Linked DNA regions of Mus musculus: region 1 is linked to region 2. A link is a contact called in public HiChIP or PLAC-seq data. All regions are on one chromosome and are shown on one strand. Each heading gives the region's core, a stretch centred on a gene start, on an enhancer-like site or on the middle of the called end of the contact. The rest is flanking DNA. Distances are from core to core; before and after follow the strand shown. Region 1 holds the start of Rreb1 (ras responsive element binding protein 1). Region 2 overlaps Gm30863 (a long non-coding RNA gene).

Region 1 (6,337 bases), core at 1,155-3,654, 370 kb before region 2:
CACTTTGAGACAGGGTTTATCTATACAGTTCTCTTTTTCTTTGTTGTAGACAGGGTCTATCTATCTAGTCCTGGCTTCCCTGCAATCCTCTATGTAGACCAGGCCAGCCTCTAACACACAGAAATTCCCAATGTTCCCATCTCAGGAGTGCTAGGATTAAAGACATGTACAACCACGCTTATATAGATGAATCTAAAAAGTAAACATATTTATCTATTGTCTTTGTTTGTTTGTTTATTTTAAGAGACAGTCTTTCTATTGTAACCCAGGCTGGCCTCCTTCAGATATCCTCATACTGGAATATTTATAGCCTTTTCAAAGAAATTATGTAGACTCTCGATTACTTTGATATTTCTGTTGAAAACTGGCAAATAGACACATACAGGAATACAGCCTGGCATGACTCTTTCTGTCTCTACTCTTCTATGAAGATGTCTCCCACTGCCACCTGAGGCTGAAGTGAACAGTAAGCAGTAATTGTAAGCAGTAGTTAGGAAGTGAAATCGTGTGTGTGTGTGTGTGTGTGTGTGTGCGTGCGCGCGCGAGCTGGGATTAAATGTGTGCACCACCATGCCCAGCCACATATTAGGGTTATGTTCCATCATGTCCAGCTCAATAGGAAGTGACAAAACATATATTCCCTCCATAGAGGCAAATTACCAATAATCCCTGCCCCACATGTCAATCCAGCAAGAGCACATATAGCTAGCTATATAAATGTGTGCTAACTACCTAGCATTTTTTCCTACCTGAAAAGGAGAGAAGCCTTGCAATCATGTTCCCTGCTGTCTGGACAGGAAGACGCTGGCTACATCTATTTCCTTCTAGGGGATAAAGTGTAAAGTGTGGCACTAGGAACCCGTTTGTTTACTTCCTTTCCATATTTGAAATGTTAAGTAAACAGCAGCAAGGTTTTAAAGGGGAACTATGATTTCTGATGAGAATGCAGTTAACAAAAGGAGAGGGGCCTGAACACATGCTGAGAGGATGTTTCAGAAGCACCAACACGCTGTCCTCAGAGCTGGGCTACAGCTTCACGCCAGTCTGCTAAGTCTTGGCTGAGTCTGGCTTGGGAATTTTCCTTTGGGGTCATGGAACAGGGCAGAAGGAAAAGCCTAGTGCAAACTCAACACTGTTAACTGTTCAGCTTTAGAAAAACATTAAAAACAACATTTATCTTTACATTAATGCTGAGGTAAAGGATAATTTATTTAACCAGAAACAAGCTGGCTAGTTCTAGTTGATCCTCTGTAACTATCCAGCAATAATGAAATGAAACAACCATCCAAATGAAAACATTTAAGCCTGCTGATACTCAATCTGTGTTAGGAAAGACAATTTTTCCCTTTGATACAATGCCATTTCCTGTGCATGCTTTAAAGAGGATACTAATACTCACTCTTTAACATATGTTCCAAGTCTCAGAGAGAATTCTGTGCTTGTACCAGAGGGGCTGAAATCCCCTACCTTGTGGGGTTAAGCTGTTAGGACTCCTACCTACTAGGCTAATATAGTTTTAATAGTTTAAGGTTCTTGTGTAGTGTGTGTTTGTTTAACCTAATATTCACAAACCTAGAAATGCCTCATTCTCTCTTCCACGCAATTGCTTCTTCCCCGTATTGTCCTAGGTACTGCAACTAAGCTCATTTTTAAAACAAAAATAAAAATGATAAACTTGCTCTGTGGTAATAGCGCTTGGTGCCAAGCTTGACAACCTGAATTCAGTCCCTAAGATCCACATGTCAAAAGGAGAGAGACCCGATAGGTTTCTCTCACACACACACACCCACCACACTAAAATCTTTCAAATAAAAAACACTGGCCCTGTTTTACTAAACATGTCCAGCTGGAATCAGACAAGGACCCCAAATGAAGCTCTCAAGTCACAGATGTGAACGATTGATACCACTGATTGCTTCCGTTTTAGTTGCTCTAGTTTTGAACCTGCACTTTGGAACTGGGAGTTGGGAAGAAAGAAGAAAAGAGGAAGGAGAAGGAGGGTTGCCTGAGGTTTTGCTTCCTGTGAGGTGCCCTGCGCATCCTCTTCTGAGACGCCTCATCCCACACACCAGAGACTCAATAGCTCAAGAACCAGCAAGATGCAGTTATGATTTTAACAGGATTTCGCTCTATGCCTTGGGGAGAAAGAATGGATGAGGTATGAGGAGGAAGATACAAAGGGACAGACAGGACAGAGGGCCTGTGAAAGCAGCAGACAATTCAAGTCCAGGCAAGGGAGTGCCTGAAGACTCACTCACGTGAGACTGCTTGGACTCAAGGAAGCCTACGCAGGGTAACTGACCTGTTTTCTTCGTTCTGCCGAGGAGCTGGTGAGGACTGGGCCCAAATGTGGGCAGGGTCACACCTCAAAGCCACCACTTCTGGAGCACAGGATTGCAACAACCTGAAAAATTAAAAGAAGATAACATTAAAAGATGTTTAAAAGAAGGAAAAATTCTGCTTCTGTCTAGTTTCCTCTACTCAGTGTCCATGGTGAGGACAGTTCCCACCCTGCATCTGCACCTGTAAGCAAGCTGTTAGCTGATTCCACCAGAACATACAAGTGTGCCTTCAACAGCTAGGACCCCCATTACCTCTGCCCAAGTACACCCTCCATTCCCGAGATGCTGAGGGCTTGTTAACGACACAGGAGAATGCTCAGAATGCTAGCTCTAGGTGGAGCTTTGAGCATCCCAGTGGCGTGGTAATAGTACTGGAATGCACGGACCACTCAGTGGCAAAGCACCTGCCTAGCATGTGAGGCCCCAGGTTTCAACTTCGGCACCATAAACACCAAAGAGAGACAAAAATGGCTGAACAGACCCAGCTGATTCTCCAGCATAAAGGAGGAAAAGAGAAACAGCACTTGGTGCAAGCAGAAACAGAGGAGAGGAAAAAGAGCTGAAGAGAGTAAGAAATGTACAACTAACAATGCCTTGAGGTAGAGATTCCTACAAATACGGGGACATCGCTGAACAACTAGGACCAAATGCATGCCCTGTTCTTTCTGTAGAAGATACAGAAAACATCTTCGCGCATGTCCCTCGGGAGTCTGAGAATGTCTGCTCTGGGGGTCCACGGACCCTGAAAGCCCAGAAGAAGGGGGCATGCAGCATGTTCTGGAGCCACAACACAGCAACGAAGGTTGCAATACAGGGACAGGACTTAAGAAGCTGAAGGGCTGGCACATAGCTCGGAGAGCCAGCATCTGCCTGGCACGCACAGAAGTGAGCTCCAGGTTCCCCAACGGCACCACAGAAAGAGGAGAAAGAAAGGTCCCACATAAGCAAGGATGCTGAGGTGCAGCTGTCCTGCAGTTTCTCACTTCTTCCTTTCTCAGAGCATCTGGAAACAAACAAGGTGCGTAAGTGTACCACATAGCTATCCTTGAGCATCTCACGGGGAGTCCTCCACAAACAGCTCCCAAGCACGTGGGGCAGGACTGATCTGTGTGGAAGAGAACGCTCCACCACCCTTTACTCTCACAAGCAGTTCCTGGGTGGGTAGTGACACCAAGATTCTTCCAGAAGTTTTTCTGTTTTCATACTTCAGTGACTCCATTCTCTATTCCTTTATGTTATTCTCTTTAAAAAGTTCTTTGGACTTTAGAGTACAGGAGCAACTTACAGGGAAGGCTCTGAATGAGCCAGGGAGACCCTCATATCTGGAGGCCCCTGACACAACCCAGTTATTCTCCAGGTAAGAAAAGCATAAATGCTGCCACAGAAAGTCATATACTCAACATTTTTGTTCACTGTTAAAACAAGTGATGGGAGACGCCTACCCAGGGACCACTGGGTCAGGATCATTGCTTCACTGCTATATGACACACGTTAAAGAAAAGCTCCATGGTTAACTATTTGCCCAGCATCCTTTAAAATATGAATCAGGGGCTGGACATAGTAGCGTACACAGAGGTGGGCGGATCAGATAGGCTGTACAGTAAGACCCTGTCTCAAATACATACATAATATCAACTTAGAATGCCTATCCAGTTTTCAGAATTGTACAAACAAAATACCCCTGTAGATCATCCCTACCTATCTCAACTTATTAATACTTATAAAGAAATTAAACATTTAAAAAAAAGTACATAGCTCAGTGGCAAAGCATCGGCCTAGTATTCTTGAGGTCTTAGATTCATCCCTTCCACTTATATCACTGTGTGTGTGTGTGGGAGGTGGGGGTAAGGACAAACTTCCCTTGATTGCATTCATTTTTAAAATAATTGGAGGTTGTGGGTTTAACTCCCATGGTAGGGTATTTGTTTATAAAGTTGAGGCCCTGGGTTCAATGCTTACCACTGAAGAAAAAAATAATGACAGTAAGAGTGCAAGCAATTTTTAAAATATAATAAGTTTAGTAGCATAGTCTTAGAAAGGAGCAGCTTCTTTTTTTTTTTTTTGAACTGTCAAGATCTCCAAATACATGGAGTCAACTATAAGTATGCTTGAGTGGGAGACAAGTATCGGAATTAAAAATTTCCAGAACCTAAAAATCGCATTAAAATTATTTTAGACCCAGTTCCTTCTCTTTCCATTAGACACTCAAGGACGCAAGCAGGCCCAGGTAGCTTCCCCATAAGCAGAAAGGACTGAGGGGGAAGGACGCGCTCCCAGCACAGGGTCAGGCTGAGAGTGGCTCTGAAAGCTGCATCTCTAGCGCTGGATGGGAGTGACTTGGGTGAGCTGGATCACAAGAGCCACCTCCCTAGGTGAGTTCCACTAGGTCTATCGGAGCCACAAAGCTTACAGGATAGAAATATACAAGGCGGTCTTTCAAAAGGAACTTCAAGATACCTCTTTCTTACCTCCATCACCACTACCTCAGAAGAATGGAGGGATGGTGGGGTTATTTCTAGTTATGTCCTATAAGAGAAAAATGTGACAAAGACTTTCTATAGCATTTGGGGGTGGGTCTGAGATGCTGAATACTGGATGTTCCTTCCCAGAAGTCTTGTGCAAAGTCAGAGGCGAGATATCTTACAGAAGGCAGAGGTCTCTGCGGGAGGAGGAAGGGCAGGGGGAGGCCAGCCCCACCTCCGACCCCCCTAGATAAGGGACAATGCTATGTAAAGCCAGAAAGAGAAGATTAAGGAGCCTGTCTCCAGGTCTACGGAGATAGCCACAGAGCTGAAAGGTAAAAGCAAGGATGGTCTAGAAGTAAAGGGTGGTACCCCAGCTTCTGAAGAGGAAATCTAAAAAATCTGTCCTCGGGCTCCCATGAAATACGGAGTAAGTTGAGATGCCTTGGCCTTTTATAATACTTGACTGAAAAGGCTACAGCGCAAGCCCCTATAATATGCACAAATACAAGGGATGGTTTGTCAGGGATGTGTGAGGAGAGCGCTGACCTAACCAGATCAGGCCAATCCAGAACAAGATGCAAGCTAAAAAGAGTAGAAGCTCAGATATGAGAATGGCTGTAGCACTTGACAAGCCACAAAAAACATCTAAAGGATGGTCTAGGCTGGAGACAGAACCTAACCTGACCAGATGTTCCACCAAATCCAAGACTGCCAACCCCCAAGTCTAAGGCAAACCTGTGTCTGCTAACCAGGATGGCCTTGTGTGCACTCTGAAGGCAGAGAGAGCAGAGATGGTAGCTCTCTCTCTGAGTTCCAGGAAGTTGATGTGTTTCTTGGCTTAGGGGCTAGGCTATGCCTTGGATAGGGTGATAACCCATGAAAGTCACCAAGCCCCACCCCAATGGCACAGGCGTTGGTATAATGAAGGAAGCCCAAGCATCATGCAGCAGCAGCAACCCCCACTTAACTGAGCACTGTGGGGTGCTATAGTCAACTCTGTATTGCTTCCTTTTGAGTAAAGATGGGTTGCTAAGAGATTGGGCGTGTATTTTTGCCTAGTTTTGCACAGTTCAAGTGTATTTGAGAGACAAGCATGATGGTAATGGGTGAGAGGGGCATCCAGGGATGGAAGAAAGATGCATGATCTTCCTCTCTAGTTGTCTTCTCTACTTCTTTCAATAAACTACAGGAAATGAGAAGTCTTTAACCCATCACTCAACAGCCCCCCAGGCTTCAGCCCAAGTTTGTTCTCTGGTCTAGTGCACTCACAGCACTCACCAGTACCCATGGCTACCACTCTACTGTTTCTTGCCCATAAGTGTGCATGACACCTCTTTAACTCTCATGGACTCAGGCCTTTTCATTCCAAGCAAGAAGACATATCTAACTCTGCTATCATATTTAATGATAATTTTTTTAAAGCAGCATCACCATCAAGTGATATCTCTGAGGATTAACCTTGCTATGCAGATGAAGCCATTACTTAGAGGAGTGACATCATTTGCCCCTGGAATACTGGGTGATTTATCT
Region 2 (7,122 bases), core at 1,827-4,326:
TCCTTATTTTCTTGGTGAAAAACGAAATCTATTGACACTTTTAGAGCTAGTTTCGGGTGGGAATGTTTGGATTGTACATGATGTTTATCTTGACAGTTTTTCTTTAATTACCGGCCTTGCATTAGGGCTGTGAGAACCTATACAGTAAGAGTTCGCTGTGGGTGGGGTGGGCGGAACTGGGGGTGGGGGTGGGGGTGAGGGTGCTTATAGGATAGATTATTGCGGCTTCTCCTGTACCTTTCTTGATTTCTGGTTTTGGGGAGGGGATTGGGGTTGTTTTGTTTTGTTTTGTTTTGTTGTTGTTTTATCTAGGTGCCAAGGTCTGAGCCCAAGCCGTGCATGTGCTAAGCTTACACTCTTGCCCTGAGATGTGCTCCCAACCCACTTTTGAATTTATTTGCCTTAATTGTGTGGATACAGGGTCAAAAGTGACGCATAATGCTACAGCAGGTCACTGCACTGCAGCTGATGATTTAGAGTTACTACAACATTTTTTTAAATCTTCACTAAGCCAGTCTTGGTGAAGAAGCAGGCAGCGTTTCTTAGCATACAGAGAGAAGGCAAGCCTGACGAGGCAGAAGCAAATCATGAGTTTAAGGCTAGCCTGGGCTACATAGTCAGTTTCAAGGCCAGCCTGTGCTACATAGTGAAATCCCGTCTCTCTCAGAAACAAACAAACCAAACCAAAAGTAAACTCGAAGAATAGGGAAAGGCAAGTTGGAGAGACGCTCTGAGATTGAGAGCTCTTACTGCTCTTTCACAGGACCAGAGTTCAGTTCCCAGCACCCGGGTCAGACAGATGACAGCCTCCTTACAAGTCCAGCTCTGGGAGTCAGATGCTCTCTCTGGCCTTCTATAGGTGACCATACCCACATGCACATATACGCACATAGACATACACAACAATAAAATAAAAAAAAAATCTTTAAAAGGGGAAAGAAGTAAGGGAGGAAGGGAAGGAGGGAGAGAAGGAAGGAAGGAGAGAGGGAGAGAGGGAGAGAGGAAGAGAGGGAGGGAGGGAAGGAGAGAGAGAGGGAAGGAAGGAGGGAGGGGAGGAGGGAGAGAGGTCAGGAGGGAGGGAGGGGAGGAGGGAGAGAGGGAAGAGTTTGAGTTTAGAAGGTGCTAATGTCGTTTTCTATATTGTATGGACATATATGCTTGGATGTCACAAAGGAACTGAGCGGCTACAGACACTGCCAGCTCTCCAGGGCCCTGTTCTTCACTCAGACTTTCCCAGTCGGATGCTCAGCAAGCCTTTTATTGCTTAGCACATGCCCATAAAATGCTTTTCCTGTCAAGAAAAGTAAAATCCATTGTCGTTTAGAAAAGATGATTTTTTATACTATTAATGAAAAAGTAGGAGCAGTCCCTCAGAAAAATGCAGCGCCAAACACTTTTAATCAACTTTTGTGTGGTGTTTGCAAAGATCTGAGGAAAGATTAGTGATGCGGTCTATCTTCGACAGGTTTCTGATTTGCATATATGCAAATCATGCCCGTCCATTTTGTTCCCAGCCAATGCGATGATGCAAGAGTTTGGAATACTCCAAAAGGTGATCTGTGTTTTCCTTGCTTGGAACAAAGATCTCTTGTGTTCCTGACATTTTACGGTTATAAAGAAGAAAGACTAGAGTCCAAAGTTGACTAGCCTTGGCATACGTATCTCCCTAATATTATAAAGAATGCATACAAAGATATATTCATTTTCCTTATGTGTTATATGTAACTCGTGGTGTTAAATTCATAAGTTTGGCCTAAATCTGATTCCATTCTTAAATGTTAAAATTTGGCCCAAGACGGTCTCCATATATGGTGAACTGAAATCTAGGTTGATATGAAAGCAAGCCGTAACCTAAGAGCGTTTTCTGATAACCAAGTAATGCAGTGGAGCCAATCAGAGGCTACGCACTGCCAAACTCAACCGCGTGGGTCCATGCTGACTCTAACTAAGCAAGCTGTTTCTGTAGGTCACTTCCTTTTCTCTGGCTATGAACGCAGTCTGTGCAAACTGTTGAAGACATTCTGAATTGGCTTCCCACTAGAGAGCTGCCTGGATCTAGAACCTTCTTTCTGGCCAAATTAACTGTTGAAATGAACTCAACTCAGATTTTCTCTTATCACTTGTCTCTGAAAATCATATTTAGTTGGTCCTCTTAATCTGCTAAGTCTGGTCAGCTAAGCAAGTTAGTGCTAAAACTTCTCCGCTGTGTGGGCATCCTGAGACCTTCTCCCCAGGGTGTTCTAAACAGAGACTTGGTTAAGGTCAAGGTTGGACCTTGACACCATTTGTGGTTCCAGTGACTTGGTGCCTCTGTCTCTACGAAAAAGATGAACGGAACAGCATTTGTAGCCTCTGGTTTTCAGTTAACGCGTAGTTGCCAGAGAGTTCACTCACAGATGCTTTTAGGCCATTAAGCCAAAGGGCAGAAGGAGAAGGAAAGAGAGAGTAATCTGGGGAATGCAAGGGTGAGGCTTTCTTGCTCCCACTAGCTGGAATGGTCTTTCTGCAGGGAAGAAATGCGGCAGTGGATCGTGACTCTTCAGGCCCAGCACGATGCTTGGACTGGTAGAACGCTTTTCCCGCGTGTTTCCTCCGGGGTATTTGGGCTTTTGTTTTCTGCTGTGCTTTGCACAGAAGCTGGAAATCTGCCTCCCCCAAAGCGGACTTCCTCCCCCTTTATAAACTGACCCCTGGTGGTTGCTATAGCAACCACAAAGAGCGACTGCTGAGCTGCATAAACAAGTCCAATACTCAGTGCTGGGGCAAAGCAAGCCCTCAGAGAAGAGTGAGTGCGGAGGATGAATATGATGTGGCGGAGAAGCGGCTCCTAGGAAGATCTGTAAAGCACCCGCCCAGCCCTTACTTTCTCTTCTCCTCCCATCTCTTGTATCCCATCAGCCCCGGGCGAAGACAGAGGATCTAGGAGGGTAGCATGCAGGGGCCTGCCTTTGATGCTGGGGAAAGGAACGCCAGATGACTGAAAATGAAATTTAAACATTTGCTCGGAGCTCAAGGCTAGAAATATGCCAACCTGACCTGGAAAAACAAATAATCCGAGCGGCTGCCACACCTGCTGCAGGCCGAGACACCCTGCCTGATGTCGGAAAGCTAGGCCGCTCTGCTCAGCCCTCAGCTATGCTTGATTTCATAAATTATGCTAAACTGAGACAAAGGCTGGAGATTTCTGAGATCCGTGCTACTTGAAATATGACTGCTGCGTTTTTTGGAAGGAAGAATGGGTAGAAAAAGCCCACCCTAAGATATGAGGTCCCGGGAATTTGTAACACACACACACACACACACACACACACACACACACAGAGTTATCTCCAGGAACTTGGCTCCTGGTTGCAGGAAACTTTCTGAATACAATCACAGAGACCCAAAGATCAGTGATACATTGTCTCTCCCCTCTCCTCCCCTCCCTTCCTCTCCCCTCTCCCCTCCCCCTCCCCTCCCTTCCCCTCCCCTCCCCTCCCCTCTCCTCTCCTCCCCTCCCTTCCTCCCCTCTCCTCTTTCCCCTCTCCCCTCCCCTCCCCTCTCCCCTCCCCTCCCCTCTCCCCTCCCCTCCCCTCTTCCCTCCCCTCTCCTCTCTCCCTCTCCTCTCCTTTCTCCCTCCCCTCTCCCTCTCCTCTCACCCTCTCCTCCCTCTCCTCCCTCCTCTCCCCTTTCCCCTCCCTCTCTCCCTCTCCCTCTCCCCTCCCCCTCCCCTCCCTCTCCCTTCCTCTTCCTCCCTCTCCCTCCCCTCCCTCTCCTGTCCCTCTCCTCTTCCTCTCCTCTCCCTCTTCCCTCCCCTCCCCTCCCCTCCCCTCCCCTCCTTCCCTAGTTAACTCATTCCACCCTCATTTAGCTTTTTTTTCTTTAAGTGTTTGTGAGGCTCCTAAAAGTGAAAGTCAGCTAGAGATTCTGCAGAAACCTTGTGTTTCTTTTGTCCTTGACTGGCCAAGACAGATTCTCGGATCATTTCAGAAAGCCAAGGTTGCCTCATTCACTCTGATAGGGAATCTAGCCTAATGAACTGCATTTACAGTCAGGGCACTCATTTTTAAATTTACTTAGCTATTAAACAACAACAAAAAACATATGAAGACACTCTGAGGGTCATTATTCCAAAATAATGATTAACAGTGTAACAACTGTTTGTTTTGTGGCTGAAGGAAGTGCCAGGGCAGGCCCACACCAAAGCGTTCCCTCTGAGAAATCAAGTCATGAGACCGACCTAATATAAAGAAGGTTTATCATCAAGAAGGGAAGCAGGGTGCAGAGGGGGAGGGGAGAGGGCAAATATTTTATTATTCCATTTGTGTTAGATATTAGAGTACTCAGATTCAGAGACAGACAGCCGAAAGGCAGTTGGCAAGGGTAAGAAGGGAGGGTGAAAGGTTGGGCTGGAGGTATAGAGCTCAGTTGGTAGATGCTCACTTAGTATGAATGAGGCCGTGGATTCAATCCCCAGTACCGTGTGAATGGTGCGTTCTAGTGTGTTTGGTGTAGAGGAGCCGGGAGTTCAAGGTAATTCTCAGCTCCATAGTGAGTTTGAGGTCAGCCTAGGCTGAGAAAGACCCTGTCTCAGTATTTAAAATAATGACAAAAAAGGGGTGTGTGTGTGTGTGCATGTGTGTGTGTCTGTCTGAGTCTCTCTGCGTTTGTGTGCATGAAAGACAGACAGACAGACAGGCAGACAGACTTGTTGTTTATTTGGGTTCAGAGATTTGGTTTGAGAAGTTCTGTGGCGGGATGGTAGTGGTGGTAACATACCAGTAGGGATGTCTGGAACAATACGGCTCTGTACTCTTGAAGGTGGCAGGCTTGGAGACTGGAGAGATGGATGGCTCAGTGGCAGAGCAGGTAGTGCTCTTGCAGAGGCTTTGAGTTCAGTTCCCAGTTCCTGTGTCAGGTGTTCTACAGCCACCTGTAACTCCAGGGGATCCGAGGCCCTTTTCTGGGCTCCACAGGCACTTGCACTAATTAATATATGCTTCCTAGCCACCCCCATAATTAGAAATAAAACACCTTTAAAAAGATGATAAGCTTACACCATATGTATTTTACAATAAGAATAATGTAAACAATATATTTAACTAGTAAAAGAAGAATATTACCAGTTTAGCATAATCGATGTTAAAAACAATTATTACGGAGCTGCTTTGAATGTTTCATTCCACATGTCCTTCAAAGCATGTGCACTTTTTACATTTAGCACATCCAGTGGCCATGTGTCAAGTGATTGCCAGCTGGTGGCTCCTGTATTGGACTTACTGTTTTAGAGAATCTTTGATGGAATGCGGCTTCAAGGTCTCCGGACAGATGTTGCTCCCGCACAGGTCTCTAGAGAGCACCAGCCTAGTGTCTTGAGAGGCAAGAGACCCCATGCCTGTTTCTGTTCCCTGGGCTTCCCAACACGGGATTCTTTTGTGGCCAGATGTAGATTCTTCACATTCATCAATCTTCTGTGACCAGCTGGGTGTCCCACAATGCAATTCAGGTCTGACAACATCTACCTGGTGATAGCATCAGATCCCACAAGTGTAAATCTTGGCTTTGCCAAGTGGAATGGGGCATACCTGTGTTCTAAGCACTTGGGAAACGGAGTCAAAGATATCTATACCTCTATCATGAGTTCAGAGTCAACCTTGGCCACATAACCAGTTCAAAGTCAGCCTAGACCACTTGGGACCTTATCTCCAAAACAACAGTAGCAAAAATAAAATAAAATAAAATAAAATAAAATAAAATGATGCAAAGAAACAAGAGGGCTCTCAGTCTTGCCAGACTTCCTTAGATTTGGGAAGAAACTGTGCATTTCCAGGCTGCATTTCCCCTCTGTCTGATTTGGCTGCAAATCCAAGGCTCTCACAATCCTTTTGGGATCCATCCTTTACTTCACAGAGGTCACAGAGACGCTTTCCTGACTCACCCAACCTATTACGAAAGGATACAACTCAGGAAGAGCCTGAGTATACAAGGCAAGGTACGAGGGAAGGGGTGGGAAGGTCCCATGCCCCGTTAAGCGTAACACCCTCCCAGCATGCACGGAAGCACCCCAAGCCCCACTATTGAGGGGAAATTGTTTTATGGAGGCTCTACCATGAAGATGCAATCAACTATGATGTCAGTCTCCAGTCCCCTTCACTTGCTGGAAGATGTGGGGTAAAGCTGAATGTTCTCACGTGGTGACCAGCAAAAACAAACAAACAAACAAACAAACAAAGCAAAAAACAAAACAAAACAAAACAAAAAACAAAACAAAACAATAAAAAAAGGTCCCTAGGACAAAAGATGCTCTGTAGCCCAGGGCATCCCAAGGGATTCAGAAGTTCTGTACCAGGGACTGGGTCAAAGGTGACATGTTTGGGCAGAAGAGGCTTCTCTATTGTTCTGGAGTTATGAGCTTGGGGATTCCATGCCAGGAATCGAGGACAATGACACCCGTAGCTACTTGTTATTAGTTACAGCATGGCCTCCTCGTGTGCTCTGTGCTGTGTCTGCTCCAAGGGGAGGGGGCTGCCTAACTGAAGTTCAAGCACCCCTCCTCTGCAGGCCAAGAGGCAGAAGTTCCGGAGCCATTGCTGGGTGGGTGACACGGACGGCTCCAGGATGCCCATCCTCGGCCATGGCATGGTACCACAGTAGGGCTGAGAACATACCTCACGAGGCTCACTGGTCGTTGAGCAGAAAAAAGCAATGTCCTTGAGAACTGGTAAATATGGAAGGCAAATGACTTAAGGATGAACGAGGGCTTCGGGGCTAAGTTCCAAGGCAAGCTGGCATTCTTATCACTGGGGAAATTGCTTTTGATCCTTGTATAGCCAATTATTAATAAATGACTCTTTCCTATCTCCTTCCTTCCTTCCTCCTACCCTCCTTCCTCCTTTCCTGTTGTCTAGAAAGTCTGTTTCTTGTGTAAGGTTGGTAGTAACTTGGTGGACAGTCTTTCCTGACACTGCATTGAGGAAACGTAACCCTTCACTGAACCAGCTACAATGGGAAGCTCACTGGTGAATTTCTGAAAGGATCTTGCTTGGGATCTTTAGCGTCTTCCTAGACCTTGCTGCTGCTCCTCTGGGGAGGGAGGGGGTCAGAGTGTCAGTGCTGCAGTTAAATTCACTGCTAGGAGTCCCT

What was found. HiChIP or PLAC-seq counts read pairs in DNA pulled down with a chosen protein or histone mark.
Region 1: an H3K27ac HiChIP or PLAC-seq map of microglia shows a contact between it and region 2, with 6 times the contacts expected there. The contact joins the promoter of Rreb1 here to the enhancer-like site in region 2. A contact is called at or near these places in 4 of 484 Hi-C or Micro-C datasets (CD8 T cells, bone marrow-derived macrophages and myeloid progenitors), 9 of 115 datasets of contacts at active chromatin or transcription factors (acute myeloid leukemia, bone marrow-derived macrophages, double positive thymocytes and 5 more) and 1 of 9 other capture datasets (liver).

The regions. Positions count from the first base shown.
Region 1 is chr13:37,884,938-37,891,274 of GRCm38.p6, reverse strand. Rreb1 (ras responsive element binding protein 1) reads right to left here and starts at 2,404. Exons shown (of 12, transcript NM_001177869.1): 1 at 2,303-2,404.
Region 2 is chr13:37,509,980-37,517,101 of GRCm38.p6, reverse strand. The region is part of intron 2 of Gm30863 (a long non-coding RNA gene); the gene reads left to right. It overlaps Gm29590 (a long non-coding RNA gene), which reads right to left. Exons shown (of 2, transcript XR_003950565.1): 2 at 4,681-7,122. Among named protein-coding and RNA genes, the nearest start is that of Gm29590, 4.9 kb to the right of the region's middle. Within about 2 kb of position 3,076, at least 100 of the 459 cell types and tissues checked have an H3K27ac peak or open chromatin away from gene starts, as enhancers often do. A contact at or near this core is called in liver and microglia, where this site is marked.